2 separate regions of the Sus scrofa genome follow, and region 2 is linked to region 1. Evidence: chromatin contacts called from public Hi-C data. All regions are on one chromosome and are shown on one strand. Each heading gives the region's core, a stretch centred on a gene start, on an enhancer-like site or on the middle of the called end of the contact. The rest is flanking DNA. Distances are from core to core; before and after follow the strand shown. Region 1 has its middle 8.2 kb from the start of RGS12. Region 2 overlaps DOK7 (protein Dok-7).

Region 1 (2,634 bases), core at 89-2,588:
TGCCCGCTGTGGGCGCCTCCTCAACAGGATGTTCCCATCTGAGGAGCACCCCTGAGGCCCAGGTCCTCTGCAGGGCACCCCGTGCCTATCACCTCTTGGCACAAAGCGAGGCAGGAGGCGTTTGGACGAAACCTCGCACTGTGACAACTGTTTCTAAAGTAAAACTTGAAACACATTCCCCTGCGCGTCGCCCTCTCCCACTACCTGCTCAGGCTCCTGCCGCAGACCAGGGTGGGGTGTCTCCCCGCTCCTCTCCTGGGAAGGGGAGCCACCTCGCTGTCCCTGCCTGCAGGTCCACGACCTTACAAGTGCCCTTCCCATCACGGCACACGGCGACCACGAAAGCAACAGACACTGACCATGTGGCGGGAGACCCACCCACAACCCGGAGGGGCCCGGGGCAGGTCCCATTCCAAGCCCAGTCCAGCAATGGGGAAGCACAGACAGAGTGGTTGCCTGCCCAGGGCTCTGTCTACACCGCACAACCCAGGGCTGCTCTGTCTACACCCACAACTGCAGGTCACTCTGTCTACACCTACACTTTGGGCCACTGTCTACACCCACACTCTAGACCACTCTGCCTACACCCAACAACTCTGGGCCACTGTGTCTACACCCCACAACTCTAGACACTCTGTCTACACCTATACGCTGGACCGCTCGGTCGACACCCCTCAACGCTGGGGCCTCGCTGCGGCACCCCGACACCCTGCGCTGAGCACGGGGCCTGGGACGGGAAGGCGCCTGGCACTGCACCGGAGTTGCTGCAGTTGCTTCCAGAGTTGGGGTCTCTGGAGACGGCCTCTGGCCAAACAATGCGGCCGCCTGCGAGGTCGGACAGGAAACTCGCGAGCCCGGGCGGCTCGGCCCGGACGACGTCCGAGCGGACGCGGTGGGCACGGCGGGCCCGCGCCCTCGGCCGCCAGCGCCCGACCCCGGCGCCGGCCCTCGATCCCGCCCAGGCCCGGGCTGGCCCCGCGGCCGCCCCACGGCCCGGCCTGGAGTTGGGCCCGGGAACAAAAGGCGGGCGAAGGTGGCCGGCGGCCCCGAGCGCGGGACCCCAGGGAGCCGGCCGCCCCAGCACCCTCCGCTCCGCAGGGCGGGGCGGGCCGCGGAGGGCGCGAGCGCGCGCCCGGGGAAGAAAGAAAGTGGAGGCGGGGCGGCCAGCGCCCGGCCCGCAACCTACCGGCCGCTCGCCCTCCGGCCGCGATCCGCTCCGCCCGCGCGCCCAACGGTCGCCGCCGTCGCCGGGGGCCGAGGGGCGGGGCCGAGAGGGGCGGGGCTCTTCGGGGGCGGGGCCGCCTGGTGGGCGGGGCGGAGCTGCAGGACCAGGCCGTGCAAGGGGCGGTACCTCCTGAGAGGACGGGGCGGCCGTGGCGAAGCCGCGGAGGGGGCGCGGCCTCAGGGGAGGGGCTGTGGGCGGGGTCGAGGGAGGAGCGCGCCCTCCGGGAGCAAGGTGGGCGGGGTTGTGGCCTCCAACGTCGAGGGGCGGCCCTTAGGATGGGGCCGGAATGCACGGCCTGTGGAGCCCACTCACGGACGGGAATCCAATGGACAGGACGGGGGCGGCGCTTCCAGGGAGAGTGTTGAAAAAGACGAGGGAAAGAGCTTGCAGGAGGCGGGACAGGAAGAGGGGCGTGGCTGTGAAGTGAAGGGCGGGGTGTGAGGGGGCGGTCTTGAGGGGCGGGACCTCCCGGCTCTGGGGCGGGACTTCCGCTGCCCGCGAGGTGGCTGGTCCCGCTCTGCCTGTTGACGCCCTGGGCCCCCCCAGGCCTGGCTCCCCTCCTGCCTCGGCCTTCCCAGGCCCCCCAGCCCGGGCTCCCTCCCGCGTCCTCCCCGGTCTCCTTTCACGCCCTCCCAAGGGCACTGGTGACCCTTCCTCCGCGCCCCCCTCCTCTTGGGGGACCCCGCCCCTCCTGGGGCAGACTGCGTTCCACCGGGAACCTGGTTTGTTTTTAAGGAAGGGAAGCGGAGGGAAGGGCACAGACACCCCCTACTACGCCAACAGGGTGGAGGGGCCAGGCAGCCGGTGCCCCGGAGGTTCCGAGGGGGCCTGTTCCTCCCCGCCCCCTGTCCAGACACCCAGCCTTGTCCCACACAAGACCGACCAGGGTGGCCTCTCCCCTGCCTCCAGTTCTCCTCTTCCTCAGCAGTCACTACTTTTTTGGAAATTCCAACCGTTTTAGTCACAGTGACCAGCCAGAGTATTTTCAGGAAACAGTCTGCTGGGCATTTATTGTACAAGCCCAGGATCCCAACTAGTCAGGCCTCGACTTTCAGTTAAGCAGCCAGCACCCAAATCTGGCTGGAGTCTACTGGGTGTATATTAAATCATCGTGAAAAATACACCAACCCTCCCTCTTCAAACCCCTCCACCAACGAGGGAAAACCCTAGCATCCTAAGTTATGCTTCACATTCCCTTCGGTTCCCCTTTCCCCTTACACTTGCATTTGCAAATGCGCGTGCGGAGCTGGGAGCTGCTGTGGCGGAGAGTGCTGGCCGCCGGGAGGGCTGCTGTGCTCTGCTGAGCTCTCAGGCTCTGCGGCTCCACAACAGCACAGCCACAGACTGAACGTGCCCCCCTAAATTCACACCTCGAAGCCTATTCCCCTTTGGGACGGTATTTGGAGGTG
Region 2 (2,634 bases), core at 66-2,565, 140 kb before region 1:
GAGAGGAAGTGCCCAGGGAGCCTCCGGGGCCCAGTCTGGCCCTGGCCACAGCCGGGAAGTGGGGAGACCTGCCCCGTTCAGTGCAGCCTTTGCACCCACCCCCCAAGCTGCTGAGACCTCACCTCACAAGGCGGCTTCCAGCCCAAACGCCAGCTCAGACGGCACCAGCCCTGACCCCAGCCCCCTTTCTCAGGGACCTCAGACAAGGCCCCCACCCAGGCCTGGGAGACGGCCAGCTCGGCAGGATCTCCAGGTCCCCGGCCTCTTGCTGGTCAGCCCGGAACAGCTGCAGCGTAACTGTTCCAACGAGAAGCCGAGCCCCAGGGCATCCCCGCTGCTCAGACCGCGTGGAGGGGGCGCAGTGCGGATGTGAGTGGCCGGCCCCCTGGAGCCCCGAGGGGATCCCAGGGCAGGAGGGAGGCAGCCCACCCCCCCCCACCCTGCTGAATGGGTCCCCGCACACACCTGGGAGAAGCGGCCGCAGCCCAAAGGGGCCCCTGGTCGGGGAGATGCCTCGGACGATGCAGTCGAACAGGAAGCTGATCTGCTCACCCTCGGCCGAGGACAGGAAGAAGACCCCAGCCCCTGCGGAGAGGCCAGACCGGGTCAGCCTGGCCAGAGCACAGGGGGCCTGCAGGGTGGGCTCAGGGCCACGGGCCGTGGACGGCCACAGAAGCCAGAGCAAACCCGCGAGTTGTCCCCACACCCGGGCAGTGTCCCCAGAGCACCTCCTGGCCCCTGTCCTGGTGGCTCAGGCCACACGGCGGCTCCCCAGGCCCAGGGGCAGCAGCCCGGCCAGTCCCGGCTACAGGGCAGCAACAGGGCAGCAGAGGAAGTCCTGCCTGCTGGCCCTGGTCAGCCGACTCTCTAGAGAGCTGGGGTGGCTTCTGGAGGACGGGGGTGCGGGGCAGAAGCCCAGAAACTTCACGCTCTTTTGAGGGGTGGGGGCAGAGGGCACAGCCTGGGGAACCACCGCCAGCGGCGCCTGCCCGCCTTCCTCGCAGCCTCTCCTCTCCTCCTGGGCGCGTTTCCGGGGTGTGGGGCTGGGGCCCGGGGCACAGCTAAGGCTGAGGTCCTGCGGTGAGGGGTGAGCTCCCACTCACAGAGGGAAGGCCTGGCTGATCCCAGCCCCGGGGGGCTCGGGCAGAGGGGGCGCCTGGGGCCGGCAGCTGCTGCAAGGGAGCCAGGGCAGAGCAGCCGTGGGGGCCTGCGCTGGGCCGGAGCCCCGCCAGCGTGAATGAAGTCCCCAGGCCGAGTGAATGGGGACAGCAGGTCACGTGGGCTGGACGCCCAGCGTGGTGTCACCGCACAGGAATCCCTCAGCGGCTCGCCCTCTGCCCTTTGCCCAAAGAAAGACAGACGCCCTCTGGGGGAAGGCACAGTGGGGGCAGGGCGGGGGGAGCTGCCTGCACCAAATCCCAGGGACTCGGGCCAGCCCCACACGTGGCGACACCACTGTGCCCGGGCCGGTCACCCAGGGCCCCAACCGGTGACATGCCTGCTTTCAAGATGAGGAAACAGGCCCAGAGAAGCCACGTCCCGACCTCTGACTGGAGCAGGGTGAGGCCCACCCTGGCGCCCACCCGGGGCACCCGCGAGGCCCTCTTGGCCAAGATGCGTCAGCCGAGAACTTGTGCCAGGACCTTGGCCGCCGGTGGGCGGGCGGGAAGGAGGCCCCGTCCTGGCTGCCCAGCTCCCCCAGGGCCAGGCCTCTAATCCCAGCTTACAGGCAGCTGGCAGAGGCCACGGCACAGTCAGTCCTCCAACTATAAAAAACCACGTTTCGGAGGGAGTGGAGCCGGCGGCATTCCACCGGGCGTCTGCCGAGCTGCGCTCCGGGGAGCTGGAGGCCTGGGAGGGAGCATGGCCACCGCCCCGCCGCGTCCCCGGCTCCAGGTGCTCCTGCAGGGACACACGTCTCAGGGGCCTGCCTGAGCCTGGAGACCGAGGGACAAGGGCTCCCAGATCCAGTGCGGACCTCACCCCGACTCAGGCCCTGCTCCGCCCTGCGGCCCCCTCCCGGCCCCCAGCTCCCGAAGCGTGCCCTGACACCTCTCCGCGGGAGTGGCCAACCCCAGCCCACGACACCCCCACCCCTTGGCCACCTGTAACGCCCCTTCTCCTCTCCTGACCCCCGATCCCTGGCTGTTCACCTGGTGATCACTTCAGGGGACCCCACCTCTGAGGCGCACTCTGTCCAAACGACACTGTCACTCAGAAAGTTGGCGCCATCAACTGAGCCCCGTGGGATATTATTTTGCAGCATTTCCTGATAGAGTAAAAGTATCTACTAATTAAAATACCAGTTTTCTCTGCCCTTATTTTGAGAGAAAGAAGAAAAGTTCGGGAGTTCCTGCTGTGGTTCAGTGGTTAAGAACCCAACAGAGTGTCCGTGAGGATGTGGGTTCCACCCCTGGCCTCGCTCAGAGGGTTAAGGAACTGGCACTGCCATGAGCTGTGGTGTAGATGGCAAATGTGGCTCGGATCCTGTGTTGCCGGGACTGTGGTATAGACCTGCAGTTGCGGTTCCGACGCAACCCCTATGCCGGGAACGTGCACATGCCACAGGTGCGGCCCTGAAAAAGACAAAAAGATGAATGAAGCCTGTTCCTTCGAAATGAGGTTTGAAATGTT

Evidence for each region. Hi-C and Micro-C count contacts between places; a contact is called where the count stands out from the background.
Region 2: a Hi-C map of liver shows a contact between it and region 1, with 8 times the contacts expected there. The contact joins two enhancer-like sites. A contact is called at or near these places in 1 of 5 promoter capture datasets (fetal skeletal muscle) and 2 of 47 Hi-C or Micro-C datasets (liver and skeletal muscle).

Annotation. Positions count from the first base shown.
Region 1 is chr8:1,961,910-1,964,543 of Sscrofa11.1, reverse strand. No RefSeq gene overlaps it. Among named protein-coding and RNA genes, the nearest start is that of RGS12, 8.2 kb to the left of the region's middle. Within about 2 kb of position 1,338, at least 75 of the 83 cell types and tissues checked have an H3K27ac peak or open chromatin away from gene starts, as enhancers often do. A contact at or near this core is called in fetal skeletal muscle, liver and skeletal muscle, where this site is marked.
Region 2 is chr8:2,106,097-2,108,730 of Sscrofa11.1, reverse strand. DOK7 (protein Dok-7) reads right to left here. Exons shown (of 11, transcript XM_021100945.1): 5 at 466-585. Among named protein-coding and RNA genes, the nearest start is that of DOK7, 18 kb to the right of the region's middle. Within about 2 kb of position 1,315, at least 29 of the 83 cell types and tissues checked have an H3K27ac peak or open chromatin away from gene starts, as enhancers often do. A contact at or near this core is called in fetal skeletal muscle, liver and skeletal muscle, where this site is marked.